2 separate regions of the Sus scrofa genome follow, and region 1 is linked to region 2. A link is a contact called in public Hi-C data. All regions are on one chromosome and are shown on one strand. The core of a region is the stretch at or near the end of the contact, and the rest is flanking DNA. Distances in the headings are between cores, read along the strand shown. Region 1 holds the start of ILVBL (acetolactate synthase-like protein). Region 2 holds the start of AKAP8 (A-kinase anchor protein 8).

The links. Hi-C and Micro-C count contacts between places; a contact is called where the count stands out from the background.
Region 1: a contact with region 2 is called in a Hi-C map of fetal liver, with 1.8 times the contacts expected there. The contact joins the promoter of ILVBL here to the promoter of AKAP8 in region 2. A contact is called at or near these places in 1 of 5 promoter capture datasets (fetal liver), 3 of 47 Hi-C or Micro-C datasets (fetal liver, liver and mesenteric adipose tissue) and 1 of 2 datasets of contacts at active chromatin or transcription factors (alveolar macrophages).

Annotation. Positions count from the first base shown.
Region 1 is chr2:62,433,612-62,438,628 of Sscrofa11.1, reverse strand. It overlaps ILVBL (acetolactate synthase-like protein), which reads right to left and starts at 3,261. Exons shown (of 16, transcript XM_003123453.5): 1 at 3,073-3,261; 2 at 2,376-2,520; 3 at 758-959; 4 at 511-638; 5 at 287-425; 6 at 82-193. The coding sequence starts at 2,510.
Region 2 is chr2:62,219,169-62,224,533 of Sscrofa11.1, reverse strand. It overlaps AKAP8 (A-kinase anchor protein 8), which reads right to left and starts at 2,474. Exons shown (of 14, transcript XM_003123431.4): 1 at 2,200-2,474. The coding sequence starts at 2,272. AKAP8L (A-kinase anchor protein 8-like) reads right to left here. Exons shown (of 24, transcript XM_005652898.3): 13 at 3,071-3,166; 14 at 2,200-2,970. The coding sequence ends at 2,668. The region is part of intron 1 of LOC110259330 (a long non-coding RNA gene); the gene reads left to right.

The DNA.
Region 1 (5,017 bases), core at 2,012-4,511, 210 kb before region 2:
AAAGGAGGAATGGGCACTGGCAGGAGGTTGCAGGAGGAGCCAGGGGAGAGGCGAGAGCATGGTAGGAGTGGGGCTACTCACCAGGAGACTCCTCGACCCACGAGGCCCTTGGGTGGCTTAGCTGGCACCATCTCCTTCTGAACCATGAAATAGGGGTACAGCACGTCAACAGGCAGTTCCACAAACACTGGGCCTACATGGACAAGGAGAATGCTGAGTCTGCTGTGCCTCCCAGCCTCCAGGCCCTATGGCCTGACTACTGCCCAACCCCCACTTCACCACCTACCAGGGGTGCCCGACTGAGCAGCAGCCATCGCAGCCCTCAGGGTGGGGATGATATCTCTCACCCTTCGCACAGAAGCACAAAACTTGCAGAGTGGCTGGAACAGGGACATCTGATCGACAGCCTGGAGTGCACCCCGGTTCTGGTAGAGATTGGATTCCAGGGAGTCAACACATGAGAACTTCCAGACTCCCTGAAGCTGCTGCCACCCCCCAGGGACAGAGCACCTGCAGCAGGGTACTGGCAGCCCCACCCAGAAGCAGGATCGGGGACTGGGCTATCTGGGCGTTCTTCACCGCAGTCACTGTGTTGGTAAGGCCAGGGCCTGCCGTCACTGCCGCCACACCCACAGACCCTGGAACACAAACCCTGTCACAGCTATGCCCACACTCCTGGTCGCTCCCCCCAAAAAAACCCTGCCCCTCAAAGGCATCCCAGTCTCATCAACCCTAGCCCTCTCCACTCTGCCCTCACCAGTCAGGCGGGCCACAGCATCGGCAGCAAAGACGGCCGTGACTTCTTGGCGGGTGTCCACCACACGAATGCCCAGCTTCTCACAGGCCACCAGCAGTGGGGAAATGTGCCCACCAACCAGTGTGAAAAGAAACTTCACACCATGGGCCTTCAGTACAGCTGCCACATTCTCCCCACCATTCCGGATGCTTGCCTTGTCCACCTGGGCCCAAAGACGGAGAGAAGATTGTCAAGAACCAGGGCAAGGACACCAGGGCAGGGGGTAAGAGGAATGATCCCCCTCCCCCAGGAAGGAAGGAGGGGAAGCTTGGTGTTGATTAGGCACATAGTATGCTATACCCCAGGCTCAGCATAGGACATATTATCTTATCAGATCCTCTTGACGTTATATCCTTTTACAACTACAGAGACCAAGACTCTTGAGCAAAATTCAAAGTCCCATAGAACCAGAGCTCCCACTGTGGCTCAGCAGATTAAGAACCCGATGTAGTAACCATGAGGATATGGGTTTGATTCCTGGCCTTGCTCAGTGGTAAGGATCTAGCATTGCTGAGATTGTGGCATAGGCCAGCAGCTGCAGCTCCAATTCAACCCCTAGCCCAGGGAACTTGCATATGCTTCATGTGTGGCCATAAAAAGAGAAGTCTCATTGGACCAATGCTCTTAAAGCACTCCACTCTGTAACACTGCCCACATTCCTTGGGAATAGTGGAGCAAGTAGGGAGAGACGTAAGAGAAGGTGGATCCTAAGAACCAAGGGAAGTTTTCAGGGGTCATCTGCTGGGACTCCAGAACACCTGCCCTCCAGGAAAAGGGCCTCATTACATGACTGCTGACTGACACCAGCCTATCAGACTCTCTCCAACTCACTGGGCCAGGCCCAGGTGTCAGGCTGCCAGCTACCAAGTGGTGGCACAAACAGTGCTGGGGCCTCCCAACGCCAACTTCTGCACAGCCCCAAACACCAGGGGTCTTTGCTTTGCTTTAAATCACCACAAATCCTCAAGGCTAGTGGTGTTGATTCTGGTTAGGAGAGGAAAGACTAGGCGGAGGGTCTGGGGAAGGGGTAAATTTCTGAAAGAGGAGCCAAGTAGTTCAGAGCAAGGTCTGTGGGGTCAGCTCTTCACCTAAGGCAATTATCATACAACCTCTATGAGCCCTGGTTTCCTCCTATGGAAAATGAAGACAGAAACCAGAGCATCTATTCAGGAACGTGTTGGGTACATGGGAAAACCCCTCTAAAGCATTGAGCTCAGCAACTGTCACAAAATTGTCACAGCCTCCTCCTCTGGAGCCTGTGTTCAGCACTCTGACCCCACCCTGTTAGGGTACTGCTCTGTAAAACGGGCCCCAGGCCCCAGATGTAGGAGGTTGGCGGGGTACTGAATGCCCCGGGCAGCTGTGGCTTCCAGGTGATCTCTTCCCTGAGGCAAAGTCCAGAGCTCCGCAAGCAGCTCGGGGCAGTGGCGACGGAACCCTGGAAAAACTCTCCCGACCAGTTCCTCTGATTAGTCGGGCCTCACTTTCCTCGTCTGTAAAATGAGTTAGCTGGAAAGAGCGCTGGAAGTCCACTCCTTCTTTACTTGCCCCCGGCCGCCACCCCCGTATTCCCCCAAACCTTATGCGTTAGCTGATAGAAGAGCCCCAGGCGATAAGCAGCGCCCAGCAAGGCGGCCACTAGCGTCCCGAAGGCCAGGAACAGGAAAGAGGGGAAGAAGCCCCCAGCAGGGGCGGCGGCCGCGGGGGTCTCCATATGGTAGCACCTAAGAAAGAAAGGAGAGCGCTAGGACATTGGCGCGACAACCGCGACCTCAGAAGGCATTCCCCCACTCCCAGCTCAGATTCCGAACCACGCTCCTTGTCGCGAGTTTCTGAGCGACCACGCCCCTTACACCGCTAGGCTCCGGACCAGGCCAAGCCCCTCGGGGATCAGGCCAAGCCTCTTGCAACACCAGCACCGCCCCCGCCACCCCCCGCCTCCCCGCATACCTCACCATGACCACCTAAACTGTGCCATCACAGGTCAAAGCGGCGACAATGCCTCAAAAGAGTTATTTTCCCATTTACTTGCTCCTCAATGGATCAGCGGGAAGTTCCGCCTCTCTTTGCCATCAAGGACCAAGACTCTCAGCCCTGGAGATGAGCCCATCCTACATCTACGCCCCCCAAGTTAGCGTGCGCGACACTGTCTTCAAGCCAGGCCCCTCTCCGCTAGCAAGCGCCCAGGCCCGAGCCTAACCCCCAACCCCAGGCAGCGAGGTCTGGACGCACCGGGATGCTTCTCCGACCCACGGGGCACTTTAACCTTCACCTACACGAAAATCCGCCGACTCCGGTGTAATTAGGCGCCCTTCGTGTCACGTGACGGGGCGCGCAGCCTGAAGAGGCTGGACCCGGAACCTATGACCTTGCCCCTTTCGCCCACTTGGATCAGGGCGCCCGGTAGTCCAACTCGAAGCGCGTGGGCGGAACTGACCGGTAGCCATGTTCCGGTACACAGGCACCTCCCATAAGAGCCCTCCCTCTTACTGGCTGCCTCTGCACAGGTTCCGCCCTCTCTCGCTTCTCATTGACTCTCACTGCAGGCCTTTTACAAAAGGCCGCGCCCCTTTGCTGCTTCCAAGAGCCAGCCCTTCATTTGGCGGATTGTTGCGGGCCTCCGCAGATTCCCTGCGCTCTGAACCCAGGCGGCTTTCCGCAACCGCGGCGCTGAACACCTCTTCTCGTAGGCGGAGCCTGAACAGTCACGGTCTGAACAGTCACGGTCCCTTTGCCAGAGTCCACATCTTTCGGGACCTCACCCCCAACAAACCTCGCCCTCTCGATCTAATACCAGACTCCACCTCCCATCCTACCGCAATACTGCCATGGAAGAGGCCAGGTCCCCACCCTCTCCTTTTTTTTTTTTTTTTGTCTTTTTTTGTCTTTTTGCCATTTCTTGGGCCGCTCCCGCGGCATATGGAGGTTCCCAGGCTAGGGGTTGAATCGGAGCTGTAGCCACCGGCCTACGCGAGAGCCACAGCAACTCCAGATCCGAGCCGCGTCTGCAACCTACACCACAGTTCACGGCAACACTGGATCCTTAACCCACTGAGCGAGGCCAGGGATCGAACCTTCAATCTCATGGTTCCTAGTCGGATCCGTTAACCACTGAACCACGATGGGAACTCCTCACCCTCTCCTATTGAGAAACATTTCTGTTTCTCCAGTTTGGGGCTATTACAAAGCCCCTATGGACAATCATACCAAGTGTAAATGAAACGAGAAAGCTTCAGAAGTGGTGATGGAGAACAGAAGCCAGTGAGGAGCCAGTGAGGTCATGGCCAAGGACCACGGAAGACCATAGATCAAGACCTTACCGCCAGAGAGGGCAGGAATATTCACAACATATTTAAATTGCTAAATCCGCGAACTTCCGTGTGTGTTTCCCATGCATCCTTTGAAGTTTATTGTCTGTTATGACTTTAACATTTATTTTGGGAGTTCCTGTCGTGGAGCAGCGGAAACGAATCCGACTAGGAACCCTGAGGTTGTGGGTTCGATCCCTGGCCTCGCGCAATAGGTTAAGGATCCAGCGTTGCAGTGAGCTGTGGCATAGATCACAGAAGCAGCTCAGATCTGGCGTTGATGTGGCTCTGGCGTAGGCTGTCAGCTATAGCTCCGTTTAGACCCCTAGCCTGGGAACCTCCATATGCGGCTGATGCAGCCCTAAAAGGACAAAAGACCAAAAAAAAAATTATTTTTCATGTGGATTGGACGTTTCTCCCCAAGTCTGTGGGTCACCAGCCATAAAAAACCCCATTCCGGCTTGGAAGACAGTTTGAACTGGATGCTGTGGATGCTGGATGGTGACTCACTAGGCTGTGTTCTTGGAGAAGATGCTACACGTGAGAAGGAGCATATGGTTGGTGTATGACCCTGAGAGGCACCAGTCCTTCTGGTTCAACCTGTCTAAGAAGATGTCTTCACATCTTTTCAGCACCAAGATATTTACAAGACAAATAACTCCTCTTGCTAATACTGAGTGCCTCTCATAACATTAACTTTTTAAATTTTAATTGTAGCAAAATACACATACAGTGAAATTTACCAATAGCATTATGTACATTCACATTGTTGTGCAACCATCACCACCATACCTCTCCAGATTGATCTTTTTCATCTTGTGAAACTGAAACTTCACAGCCATTAAACAGCAACTCACCATGCCTCCTTCCACCCAGTCCCTGGCAACCACCATTCTACTTTCTGTCTCTATGA
Region 2 (5,365 bases), core at 1,225-3,724:
ACACCCCCCTAAAAGTCATCCCACAGCTGGCTTTTGCATTATCATACTCCACCTGCCTGAGGTCAAGGCAAAAAAAGGAGGTGGGGGGGGGGAATGAGCTTCCAGGCCAGTTCTGTCCATTGCCTTGGACCTTGCCTAGGACCTTGGCCTAAGCCTCGGCCTACAACTGAGGAAGACACTGTGGAATAGCTAGTCCATCATTAGGTCACAGTCCCCAACCTTGCCCTCCCACAAGCATCCATTAAGTACCCCAAAACCGGGAAAAAAAACTCTGAAAATTTGGAGAGAACAGCTGTGACTCCCTATGCCTCATTTCTATGTGACTATGAACCCTCCAATGCTCCCCTGGGCTTGAAAGTCCCAGAGCTTCAACAGCCTGGCCTAAGGCATCAGACTACATTCCTCTCCATGGGGGCTCCCTCTGCTCCTCCAGACACCCTCATGATACCATCTGTCTGGCTCCTTTTCATCTGTGTCCCTGAAACCCAGTACACAGATGAGCACAGGCAATCATCCATACTGACTTAAATGACTTCACCTTTACAAAGCATCTTCTCTAAGACATCCTTTCTCTCCTACTAGGACTAATTAAATCACTAGCTGACTGCCTTCTGTATGCTAACACAGGTCAGGCATTCAGCACACGTTAGCTGGTGCCCCGAATGCTTGCTGTTCAGAGATGAGGGAGCTACAGTTCAGAGGTTAGGGGACTTGATCCAAAGTCACCCTGTGGAAGCTTGCCTTCCGCAAGCTAACCTCCCCATGTCACAGTTTTTCATGTGCAGCAGAAAAGCAGAGTAGTGATTTTAACAGCAAGTAACCAACTGTGGGGCACTGGTCTAAGGGACATATATGCTATTAACATCAACCTCACAACAACCTTTGAGATAGACACTATAAACCCGCTTCTACAGAGGCTCCAGACGATAAGGCACTTGCCCAACAACACTGAGAAGAACAAGGACTTGGACCCAGATGGAGGTCCAAAGAGCAACTGTCAAGCCTCGCCTGAGGCGGGATTACTACTAACTAAAAGATCTGGTGGGAAGGCAGGGAAAAAATGGCGAGATGCAGTAAGACTGCAAAAAAGACTAGAGAACCAGATTGAGTCAACAGAGCACTACCATGCACCTGGGAACTTTTCTGCTTCTGCAATTCCTGCTGCTGGTCTCCTGCTAATACTGCCACCATTCAAGACTAGCGCCTTCCCTGTTGCAGCCAAAATCAGATCGCTTGCTTCTCAAACCTCAAACACCTGGATGGGGTATCGGAGCTTGGTCAAGCCCATTCCTGCATATTTCTACTGCTCCCGGCGGGTAAACGCGGCTTCCAGCATAGAACAAAAGCCTCCCAGGAGGCTGATTCTAGATTGAGAGGTCACCCAAGAAGGTCCTGCCGCAGGCTCTGAAACTCAAGTGGAGAAAGGGCACATTCTCTTTTACAAAACCCCTCTGGCATCTCCAGGCCACCACAAGGCGATGCCCGGAGGAGAACCACTAACGGGTTTCCAAGTTTTGACAAAGAAAACACCCAGCATTTGACTCTCAGTGTCTTGCCTCAGAGCTACACAACCCAGGGAGAACGCAGGCGCCGCACTACTCAAGGCCTCAGCACTGCACCGCTGGCGGTCCGAACCTGTGCCGCTCATACCGCTTCCGGACCGGTGCTCCAGGCCACGTGGGCGGCGCAGAAGACCCAACGAAGCCCCGCAAGTACCCAGGAAGGCCCGAAGGCCGGGAAAGAGACAGCAGTCCCTCCTCCCGCCGCGGCTGCAGACCCCACGCCCCACAAGCTCGCGCCATAGCTCCGCCCTCTGGCGCCGCCATTTTGTGGCGTCTTCCGAAAGAGGCTGCGGCCCTGCGGGCGGCAGGGATCCGCGGGGCCTACAGCCCCGGTGGGGCTGAGAAGCAGAAACGGTCCTAAAGGCTCAAGGCGCCCCCCGAAGCCCGCCGTAGCGTCGGCCAGCCGAACTCCGCCGACGTCCCCAGGTTCCATCGGCCAATCCGCATGCAGCGGCCCGGGAGCGACTGCGCCGAGGTCCAATGAACTGCGTGCGCGCGTCCCGGCCGCCCCTCTGCAGGGCCGGACTGTAGTAACTGGGCTCTGGAGTAGGCCCCAGCCCGTGGCCCTCTGCGCGGCGACGGTGTCGCCTGGGCACCACCTGCCCGTCCCACCCCGCACTAAGTTGCCCACACTAACCTCCGTAGCCCTGTTCCATGTCTTCAGCTCGGCCCGCCAGCAGCTCCTCTTTCCAGACTACCACAGGACGCATGCGCTGAACCCAACTCCCGCTGTCTTCTACTGGTAAGCCAGTTGATACGTCACCCCTTCCGCGCGCAACTACTGGCGGGAATTTACGACGGACCCGCCCTCACCACTCCAGGTGGCCTTCCGGTTGTTCCGGATCGGTGCTCATAGCATCCTGGGAGTTTTGGTCCGGGCCGCTGTGCCTCGCAGCGCGCAAGCGTATCCCTGCTTCTCCTCGCCGCTAGTGCGCAGCTGCAACCCATCCTTCCGAGGCCCACCCACAGATACACACCTCTAAGCAGAGATCCAGTCGCTCGCCCACTAGGACCGCACCACAGACAAAATAAGAAGAGGTGGGAAGGGAAGAACTTTATTAGACTCCGCTTCTAGCCTCTGCCACGCGGGCCCCGCCCGCCCGGGTCATGGAGCGCCCCCTCCGCCCTCCTCCTCGTCGTCAGCCTCTACATCGAGGCCTGGGATGCCTCGGATTTGGCGCTGCAGCGCCCCGCCCAGCAGGGGCAAGGCTTCCTCCTCCTCCTCAGGGGGCGGAGGTGGGGGCGGGGTCGCAGCCCCAGAGACCGGTTCCGGGGGCACCGGGGGCTGAGCCGGCGCGTCCTCTGCGACTCCCGCTGCTTCGACTAGCGCCCCCTCATCCAGGGCACCGCCCTCGGCCTCCTCCTGTTCCTTCTCCTCCTCCGGGCTGTCGGTGAAAGGGTTCTCTCCCTGCGGGGGACGGCGATACTTTAGAAATGGGAGCACCCCAGGGCCCGAATCAGGCACCGGGGCTGGGGACCGGGCCGCGTGACAAAGGCAAGCACCTCACCTTCAGATAGCGTTCCAGCTTCTTGCTGATGAGCTTGTTGTTAAGGATGCTGCGAGCCACCATGAGCGAGGACTTCTTAGACTGCTCCATCATGAGCTGCGGGCAAGGCAGGCAGGGCTGGAGAGGCTGCTCCAGGCATCCAAAACTCGCCCCATTCCCACCAAGCCAGATCGGTAAGGGCACCCCTCTCCACCTACACCTCGGGGCTCAGCACCGCCAATGATTCCAACCAGATTTCGTAGGTCTGTAAATGTACCCTTGGGTACAAGCTTGATTTCCCCTCTACAAGCATGGAACCATGACCTGATTTGATCCTTGCCCAAATGCTCCTCCATCTTTCCATACCATACTTACTTACTGTATGTAACTGTAACTGATTAAAGACATGTCTTTACAGCTGTATGGCAGAAATCTGATTTGCTTACATAAAAATTATAAGCAGTGAACAAATTAAGAAACCTATTGAAGACCAAGTAAATGTGCAACCCCTAACAAGGGGCCACCTGCCTTAATATGAAAGGAACTCTCTAGGATAAACGAGGTATAAAAGCAGGAATATGAACGTCAGTCAGTGTATTTAACTAATATACATACATCTTTTTATTCCATGGGATTCCCAGGATTAAGAATTATACCCCCAAATGGGAAGGTTAAAAAGAGACACTTAATACTCTGCAGGCGAGAGGTTCAACTGTTTATTTTCTGCAAATCAGTTTGATAGAATGTATCAAAAGTAAAAGTTTTTGGAGTTCCCAACCTGGCTCAGTGGTTAACCAACCCGACTAGGATCCATGAGGATGTGGGTTCCATCCCTGGCCTTACTCAGTGGGTTGCTGTCAGCTGTGGCGTATGTGGAAGATGTGCCTTGGATCTGGTGTTGCTGTGGCTGTGGCATAGGCCAGCAGCTGTAGCTCTGATTCAACCCCTAGCCTGGGAACTTCCATATGCCATGAGTGCGGCCCTTAAAAAAGCAAAAAAAAGAACAACAAAAAAAAAACCTCAGTAATTCCTTCTGGAAATCTAGCCTAAATTTAAAATTGGAAGCATGCATGTTTTTCACTGGCTGCAGTGAAAAACTGGAAAGCACCTAAATGTTCTCCAGGGAAGAAGTGGTTAAATACATCAGACATTAAAAAGAACACCATGCTGTCCTTAAAATAGGGCTCATCTCTCCCCTAATATAAGAAAGATAGAACAGTGTGCATAGCATGCCAGAACCTTTTTGTCTAGGATGATTTACACCAAAATACTGCAGGACTTTCTTGGTGGTGAGAGTAAAGGCAACTCTTAATTTCATTGTTATAAAGGTAATGCAGCATAAAGCCATCAACAGGGGGTAAAAAAAGTTACTGGGAGGGTTGTGGGGGGAAAGCTGACCTCCAGAACCCATATTCAACCTTAGCCAATGCTTTATATACCACGTTCCAGAAAATCATCTTTCTATTCCCTTTCCCCACCTTCACCATTTTTTCTCTACACATTTTTCTTTACTACACAGGGAAAACATTAACAGACCTCATGCCTGCTCAAAATGAAACAAGTTAAAGATGCACAATTAGGATACTATTACAGACTAGTTCCTCTGTAACTTTCTCACTTGCCAACACATTATCCTTCCCCCTCTTGGTGCACAGATGGACACACCAGAATGTCTCCCAATTGAAGCACATTGATGCTGTTTTCAGATTTTTGCTACAATAACCAAACACCACCAGAATAAAATGCTTCCACGCTGGTGCTTTTAATTCTACCAAACAGGTTTCTGAAAGTGATAGTGCCTGAGTACTCTGCAGAAATAAGTTATGCTTCTTTCACCTGTACTAAAACAATGTACTTGTCCTCTGCCTGTCAGCATTAGATGTTAGCACTTTTACTGCAGGATCAAAGAGAGAAGAATGTATGTTGTCTCTAGTGGCATTTCCCTACTCATAGGGAATTCAATACACACATTGGGCCAACTTGTCCAGCATTTCTATAAAGTCGTCATCTCTCACATAGTCTCTGGGTTTCCTAGCTTCTTCAGGAAGGCTTCTTTTAATGTCAAGGTAAGCATTTCCTAAATTTTGTTCTCCTACCCACACACACACTTAAGATTTTGAGAATTCAACTTTCCAGAGTGTATATGATAAACTATTGTTTCTTCCTGTTGAACTGACATAGAGATCTACAATCCCTTATCCACAAATCTGAAATCCAAAAGGAAAAGTTTTTCCACCTAAAATTCACTTGGTGGCAAAATATGGCAGCATATATTTTTTATTTTCGACATTGTATTTTTATACCATCTTTATTTAT